Regions from separate parts of the Danio rerio genome. Here all the other regions are linked to region 3. Evidence: chromatin contacts called from public Hi-C data. All regions are on one chromosome and are shown on one strand. Each heading gives the region's core, a stretch centred on a gene start, on an enhancer-like site or on the middle of the called end of the contact. The rest is flanking DNA. Distances are from core to core; before and after follow the strand shown. Region 1 holds the start of si:ch211-184m13.4. Region 2 overlaps clybl (citrate lyase beta like). Region 3 has its middle 16 kb from the start of si:ch211-168k14.2.

The links. Hi-C and Micro-C count contacts between places; a contact is called where the count stands out from the background.
Region 1: a Hi-C map of an unstated tissue shows a contact between it and region 3, with 2.2 times the contacts expected there. The contact joins the promoter of si:ch211-184m13.4 here to the enhancer-like site in region 3. A contact is called at or near these places in 2 of 18 Hi-C or Micro-C datasets (caudal fin and an unstated tissue).
Region 2: a contact with region 3 is called in a Hi-C map of embryo, with 1.6 times the contacts expected there. The contact joins two enhancer-like sites.

The regions. Positions count from the first base shown.
Region 1 is chr9:32,813,786-32,816,485 of GRCz12tu, reverse strand. si:ch211-184m13.4 reads left to right here and starts at 1,256. Exons shown (of 1, transcript NM_001128800.1): 1 at 1,256-2,367. The coding sequence starts at 1,280. The coding sequence ends at 2,311. The region is part of intron 1 of LOC137496481 (a long non-coding RNA gene); the gene reads right to left.
Region 2 is chr9:32,867,491-32,870,190 of GRCz12tu, reverse strand. All of the region lies in intron 1 of clybl (citrate lyase beta like), which reads right to left. Among named protein-coding and RNA genes, the nearest start is that of clybl, 22 kb to the right of the region's middle. Within about 2 kb of position 1,295, at least 7 of the 62 cell types and tissues checked have an H3K27ac peak or open chromatin away from gene starts, as enhancers often do.
Region 3 is chr9:33,008,696-33,011,395 of GRCz12tu, reverse strand. No RefSeq gene overlaps it. Among named protein-coding and RNA genes, the nearest start is that of si:ch211-168k14.2, 16 kb to the left of the region's middle. Within about 2 kb of position 1,290, at least 8 of the 62 cell types and tissues checked have an H3K27ac peak or open chromatin away from gene starts, as enhancers often do. A contact at or near this core is called in caudal fin, where this site is marked.

The DNA of each region.
Region 1 (2,700 bases), core at 7-2,506, 190 kb after region 3:
TTAAAGCTTGATCTTCATTTAAACATTTTCAAATGGATTGAAACATGTTTAGAAATCACTTTTGCAAGAATGTTTGGTTTCTTTAAGCCACAGAAATAACACAGATATTGTATTTATATTTATTTAATATATTTATTTGATATTTTTTTTGTAGAAATTTGTAGTACCATTTCACAGAATTTGCTGTTATGTTTAGTGCCAGTCTCTCTGCCCAAATGCATATCTTTAGGCAATCGCTCGAATATTCCATACATGTGTTGGTATTGTGAAATGACACTTTTAAATGTTTTTTACTACATTACAACAGAAACCCAAGTGATTGGGAAACTGCTGCCATGTATCGAATGTGAGGACGAGGTACATTGTGGTTATAAACCACAGATGTTATCAGCCACCTGACTGCTTGCTGGGTACTGCAGACTACCTGTTTTTCATACAAAATCAAAGTTGCACAAGCAAGCATTTGTGTTCCAGTTAAACATAATGCTTCTGTTGGTTCCACTAAAACATTCTGAATTCTGTATGTGCTTCATATGCCTGCCGTTTGATACATTTGTCTTCAAGTTTATTTCAAAAATGGATGTCTGAGACCCTGCAAAACACCTTAAAACATTTTGTTGGCATGTTAACTGGGTCAGTGTGGAAGAAACAGCAGCTTGTGGTTATACATGAGCGGTAATAACTCGAAAAAGAGGAATTGTAGCATGATTATGTTAATGCTGAAAACAAAGGTAACAACTTCTGCAAAAAACTAATGGAACAGAATTTATTGTGTAAATATTAATTGAAATAACTAATCAAAAATAGCATATGATAGTTGTTTTATAAAAGTTAAAGTAAAATGTATAATCAACATATTTATAAAGGTTATAGTGACTAAAACTAAAAGAACAAATAAAAATGAAACATTTGTTTTGGTTTTTGTTCATGATATTTCACTTTAACTAATGCCTTACCTAAATCCCAATTGAGCTTAGCCAATCAGGTTTAAGAGGCGGGTTTCTATTGAAGTAATTCAGCACAAACTCTGACAAACTCAGTCACACCACTATCCAGTTCAAAGAGAGACAGAATATCAAACCCAAACCTGCTGTGAGTATCTTTAAGCTGACTTATTGATATGTAATCTTTTGGACAACAATATGACATTATTTAAACTCTGATGACATTTTAATTCTTATGAAATTGCTTAGCATATGCTTTTATTCATACAAGTATGCAAATAATGTGGTATATACCTCCTCCTAAAACAAAGTTTGATTTTTCCAGTCTCACGGACATGAGTGACCAAACTGTACTAGATTCTCAGACGATGGCAGAGAATGACAGCCGATCAAACCAGACTTGTGATGTTTTCATTTACAAGGAGTCTGCACGGATCCTCTTTCCACTTTTCTACTGCCTGATTTTTGTGATCAGCGTGGCAGGTAACTCCCTGGTCCTCTGCATCACCTGTCAGAAAAGGCAGAAGATGAACTCTACCACAATATATTTGATCAACCTGGCCATCTCCGATGCTCTCTTCACATTAGCTCTGCCCGGCAGGATCACCTACTACATCCGTGGCTTTGATTGGCCTTTTGGAGATTTCTTGTGCCGCCTGACGGCTATGATCTTCTACAGCAATACCTATGTAAGCATCGCTTTCATGACCTGCATCAGTGTGGATCGCTACTTGGCCATGCTGCACCGTCAGCGCTGTCAAAGACTGAGAAAAACCAAAGTCGTGAAAGCCGTCTGTGTTCTGGTGTGGGTGGTGGTTCTTCTTGAAACATCACCATTGCTTTTCAAGAGCATCATGGAAAACAGACCTGGTCATCGAACGTGCATGGAGTTCTCCAATTTTGACAGCAAGAGGATGGCCTATGTTCTTCTGTTCGCTTGCGTCATTGGGTTTTTCATGCCATTGGGACTTATTCTTTGCTCCTACAGCCGGGTCAGCTGCAAGCTCTACAAGACGGCCAAAGAAAACCCTTTGACCAACAAGTCTGGAGGCCACACCAGAGCCAAAAATATGATCTTACTCATTCTGCTCAGTTTCGTAGTGTGCTTCAGCCCCTACCACATTAACATCATGCAGTTTGTTGTGAGAAGGCTTTACCACGAGCCCTCTTGTGAAGAGTTAAAGGCTTTGAAATTGTCTCTGCAGGTAACCGTTGCCATGATGAACTTAAACAGCTGCCTTGACCCTATTATTTACTTTTTTGCCATCAGAACGTATAAGCAGAGAGTCATGAGTCTTTTTAAGAGCTACATTTCCATTTCGGCAGCCTCCAAAAGTCTGCAGGATAACAGCAGCAGTAACACATGAGGGACAGTATTATTCATGAAAACAACAACTGATGGTGCAGACGGCAAAGGAAATGATTGAACATGTGTGAAATTGCGGTTGAGCTGTAGAGTCTAGAATAAGCTAATATTTTTGGGCAACTTCACACAACATTATTTGTCGTTGATTAAAAAAATTACTGACATTGGTTTTGCTTTTTTAGTATTTTGGCTGACTATATGCATTTTAAAATGAAATGATCATGTATTAATGTATGTATATTTGATGTATTAATATATGTATTAATATCTGAACAAAATTGCGTAGTTCTTTGAATTATAAATGTGTGACTGGATTGTCTTTTTTAATTTACATGGTAGTGTGGTGGTGAAAAAAAATATTAATTATATGGAAAAGTACCACATAAAGGT
Region 2 (2,700 bases), core at 46-2,545, 140 kb after region 3:
AAGCAAGCACATACATTGATATATTTTTGGTTCTATTTATTATTAATTATGCTACACACCAAAACTAAAAAGTTTTCAGTTCTCAAACTTTACCCCATATAAAAATAGTACAGCCAATGGCATTTGTTTAGTTTGGTTGTATTTTTATAAAAGGAAACAGAAAAAAATGAAGCAAAAATTTCTAAGTTTTATTTCAATTAATACTACACCTAAAATGCCAAAAAAAAAAAAAAGAGAAATATGTAAAAACCTTGCTCAAAGCAAGCTTGTCGTAGCGTTTATCAAAGATGCAGTGGTTAAAGCAGTCGAACAAGAAGTCCCTTTTCTGACCAAGGCTGTATCCTGTATTTTCCAATTATCACCTTTTAAAGGCCAGCTGGGTGCATTCCAAACCATCAGGGGGCAATTCCATTTGCATTGCTCTGAGACAAAGTCATGCTCAAGTACGCTCGTAGTAAAGTTCATTACGAGTGGAGAGACACCATCATTGCTTTCATTATTTTGGGAACAGGTTTCCTCATTTTCTGATCCCAGGCCTACGTTATTGATCCAATCTTTCGCGCTCTCTCAGCTATGACACCAATCAGAACCTGCACAAAATCAGAGCACTCAACACAAGCCACAGGGAAATACACTTCATTACAGAGGAGAAAATTGTCAGTAAGTATCAACTGGGCAGTATGTTTTTATCTTCATTTTAGTTTTCCTCTGACCTTTATTCTTTATCATCTCAATAATAGCCTGTCCGCTCTATATTAGTGATTATATTTGTATTATGTACACAGATTGGTACTTTTATATCATAATATCATTATAGTTTTGCAGTCAAACTCCATTCTTTTTTTTATTCTAGGTACGCTTCAATGTTCTTCCACAAATGTAGCATCCATTATTAAAATAAAACACATTTTCAAATTGAGATGAACCCATGTTCACTTTGCACCAAATAAAGGTGCTGGGCTAAAGTAAACTTGTCTGGAATTCTGGGTGTTTTCACAGCCTATACTCCAGTGCTGTGTCTAACAGGGAAAGACGAGTTAAAAGGGACACAAAAACGGCATCACGACCACACTAGGTTGACATTATGGTAGATCAAACATGGTGTAACAAGAAAAAGAAGTGAACAATGGGCACCCGTTCACACTGGTGGAGATATATCTAAATCAGGAAGCTACTGTGTGAATGGAGGTGGGAGAATGGGGGGGACGAAATACAAAGGCCCGGGTTGAGCTTTTGCAGTGTCGTGGCCCCTGATCTGTCCAGACAGAGAAATGGGGGCGAGGTGTGAAGGAGGAGAGAGACGAGGGCCTCTGGGACAAGCACCCACCGCCACACCAGCAGCCCCTTAATGTGCTGTGTCTAATGCGCCTATTTAGGTTTTGGGGTGCAACAGTGCACAGACTCAGGTTTTTGGGCGGCCTCAGGGCGCAGAGCACGGCTATCACCTATGCCAACAGCTGGGGCCCAGGAGGGTAAACAAAGGCCTGTAGGAAGTAGCGCATGGCTGCAGCCGGGTCTAAAAGGCATGGCAATGTGTATGAGAGATGGCCTAAGTTACAGCAGGATGAAATGTATATCCAATGCCTTAAAAAGCAGTTGCAAAAAACGAAACAAAAGGAGAACCAGAAATTCAACAGAATCAAAAAGAGATGCCGCAACAGGTTTTTCCAGTAATTGTGAGCACAAACAGTCCATTCCAAACACAAGAAAGACCCCCAAATGTTTTGCTCCATTTCATATTTAGTGTCCAGTTGCCTTAATTTGCAATCTTATGATGGGCTCATTGTCAAACGGACAGATCAAAGCCGTGCCAACTGGACAAAGGGGGGTTTGTGGGGACAAGCCAGCACCGGAATTAAAGGGAAAATGCCTCAAAAGGCTGTTCCTCTAAAGGCTTTGGTGCCATTCCCAGGTCGTCACTTTCAAATGACCTGGTCTGTAATTCACACGTCTTCATAATCATGGCCCTTCGTGTCGACTGAATACAAATCCACTCGGATCAGACAAATAAAAGGGCTTTGCTTTTTTTAAAAGGCCGGTCGTGCCATCACCAATTTCAGCCTATCTGTTTGTTGGGCTGTTCGGGAAGGTTAAACCGTTTAGAGGACCTTTTCAGCTAAACAAGCCATTCACCTTCAACCCTTTCAAACAGGAGCATAAAAAATGCCATGGGCAAATTCACAAGGCAGTTTTTCTTTGTTCGGAAGTAACCCACAAACAAAGATATTGTGTCAGAATCTCTTCAAATCGCTACAAATACAACAAACAAAACCAGTCATGAATTTGAAAAAAGGGTTTAAATGCAGCAAAAGTGTCGAAAATATATCGAGACACCTTCACCTGTTAGCGCATTTAGCAGCTGGGGCAAATTCTGATAAAGAATGCTCTACTGGGGACATTTACAAAGGTGTTAAAATAATTCACTTTGTGTTCTCACGGAAGCAAAATCAGAGAATAATTAGCCTAGTTGTTTGTTGGCACATCAGCTATTAGGTGATAATTAGTTCAGAAGCAAGGCGTTTGAAAGGGCTGTTTGATCTACTTCTAGTTCTCAAATGAACCCCTACGTTCCGTGTAACAATTAAACCTTCACCAAGACACATCTCTCAAGTCACAGAGTTAAATATGTCTGATCCCCAAGCACACTGTTTAAGAGGTGAACATTTTGAGAATTTGTAACATTTACAATATAATGGATTT
Region 3 (2,700 bases), core at 41-2,540:
CTTGGCTGGGTCAGTTTGCATTTCTGTGTGGAGTTTGCATGTTCTCCCTGTGTTCTCGTGGGTTTCCTCTGGGAGCTCTAGTTTACCCCACAAGTCCAAAGACATGCTTTAGGTGAATTGGGTAAGCTAAATTGTTCGTAGTGTATGAGTGTAAGAGTGTGCGTGTGTGTGTGTGTGTGTGCGCGTGTGTGTGTGTGTGTGTGTGTGTGTGTGTGTGTGTGTGTGTGTGTGTGAATGATTCCAAGTGATGGGTTGAAGCTGGAAGGGTATCGGCTGCGTAAAACACATGCTGGATAAATTGGCAGGATATTTATAGTGCAATGACATTTCACCTTTTTAACAAGTTTTACTGTATTTATAATGAAATAAATTCAGCCTCTTTGAGCAGAATAAATTTATTTTCCAACATTTAAAAATCATACTGACTTCAAACTTTTGATCGGTAGTGTAAGTCATAATAAAAAATCTTACTGACCCTAAACTTTTTTGAACAACATGATTACTAGTTTAGGTTTACTAGTCTGGCTTCATGGTCCAGATTTTAAATATGCATATAAACATACTGAGCGTGAAAAAAAGACATCAGCAAAACTGTAAAGTCAAAGTGTGAAGATTTTAATTTTAGCTTTAAAACTTCGTAAACTTCATAAACTTTGTTTAACTTTGCAAAACTTCGGAAAAAAAATCACAAATATTTTTCAGCACTGTTTGCTATGAAATTCTGGGAAAATCTTAATTAATTGCTTTCGATATTGTTCGCACATAATCCCACCACATACCAAAAACCAAAGCCTACCAGCAGAGAGCAACTTAATTTGAAGCTTTGATCATCCAAAATTAAGAGTACGACAACTGACCATTTTAAATGGTCATGTGGTATCAAATTTAAGAGGCCTAAAAAAGCTTTCAACCATGACAAACACAGAGTAACACGAAGCCTCCGTAGGCTGTCAAACACCAAAATTGTGTGTTTCAGAGGCGGATGATTGAGTTCAACAGGACTTGATGACAAGGTGATTACAGTTATTATGTTGGCACGCTGAAACGTTTCTAACAGGAGATTGAATTAAGCAAGCATCAGTATGAGTTAATTTAACCCACATTTGCAGGAAAAGCAGCAGCTGTATCTGTAGGATTGGCTCTCCCGAATGGCTTTTCCGTCTCGCCACTGGCCTCCATAACAGACCTCAGCTCGTGACGTATGATCCAGACTGCTTTACTGCAGAGACAGAGAAGGAAAAAAGAGATTAAATGTGAAGGGTTGTGGAAGGGTTGAGGGAAGAGGAAGTTGTAGCATAAGACAGGCAGCAGGGGGAGCAGCTCTTCTATTGATTGGAGGCAGTAATAGAGGAGGCTTCAGACCTGCTGCGGGGCGGCCGGGCGAGACTGGCCAACATACCCAACCGCGGCTTCACTTCAGCAGGCTCTGGAGGGGCCGTCTACCCGATCCTCCTCTCCACACTGTCTCCCCACTGCCCTTATGTGGAAATCATTGTCTTTGGTTGCTATGCAGGGAACAGATGACAGCGGTGTAAATAAACTTCATCCCGTATCGCCGTCTTCTAAAGAGACTAAGCAAACAGATTGCAGTTTTAGTTGATAACGGAGGCTAGGATTGTGAAAAGTAATTTTGAGGACAAATGATGTGAGAGTGAAATAAAAATTGCATCTCACTTTCAGGGAATTAAACAGACGCTTTAGGGTCTGCAAGGAGCACGCCATCAATGGAGAGCAGTTAATATCTGACTCATGCACTTACCGGATATAATGAAACGCTGGAAAGATTTATCAGTTTATTTAGTATAAAAAACAAGTATCTGTCATTTTAAATTGCCAAGTAAAAAGCACCTGAATGGAAGGGGGAAATTGGCAGAAAAGGTAATTTCCTTTCATTAACTCGTCTGCTCTGGTAAGCGCTTGTTAAATTTAGGGTTCACCAGATCACACTGAGGTGTGTGTGTGTTGTGGCCAAAAACATCTGCTAATGAGAGATTCCTGATGGAAAATTGGCTGGCGGACAGAACTAGACACAGCTAAAATCTCAAAATTTCTCGGTGGGAAATTTTCTCTTGGCATGCTTAATTTGGTCACTATGGATTTCGAATAGATTTGCATGCATGCTTATGTGTGTGTGTGTTTGTTCATTCCTTTTATTCCCATTCATTTATAGTCATGCAAAGACATTCAAGTAAGGCCCCTCATGTCAGGAAGTGTTAAACTTGCCAAATGCAGACAATTAAGTACTTTAGGGACAAAATGGAGATTTGAGAATTTGCAGAGCTGTTATTGAAAGAGTTTTAGTACACACACCACAGGGTTGTTCACCTCCTCATCTACGTGTTAGCCTCTAACCCCAATATTTTAACAACAGGAACGCAAGACTTAAATTGGGTGAAACTATTTTTCCACAGCCTCAAACCATCTTAAATCACAGCTCCCGGAAGAGGGTTTGCATTTGCAGCAGCATCATTAGGGCTTTAAATGTTTTCAAAACATCCCTCATTAGCAACAGCCCTTTCCACCACACACACACACACACACACTTATGTCTGCAAAACAGCAACTTCCTGTATTTCATTCCATGGGAGGTACAAATTTTCAAAAGTGGCAACATATCAAAAAAACATTCCCTGAGCTGACAGCCAACTGACAACACCTCGTCTTTATAAACACACACATCAGTCCCGATGCCCCGTGACG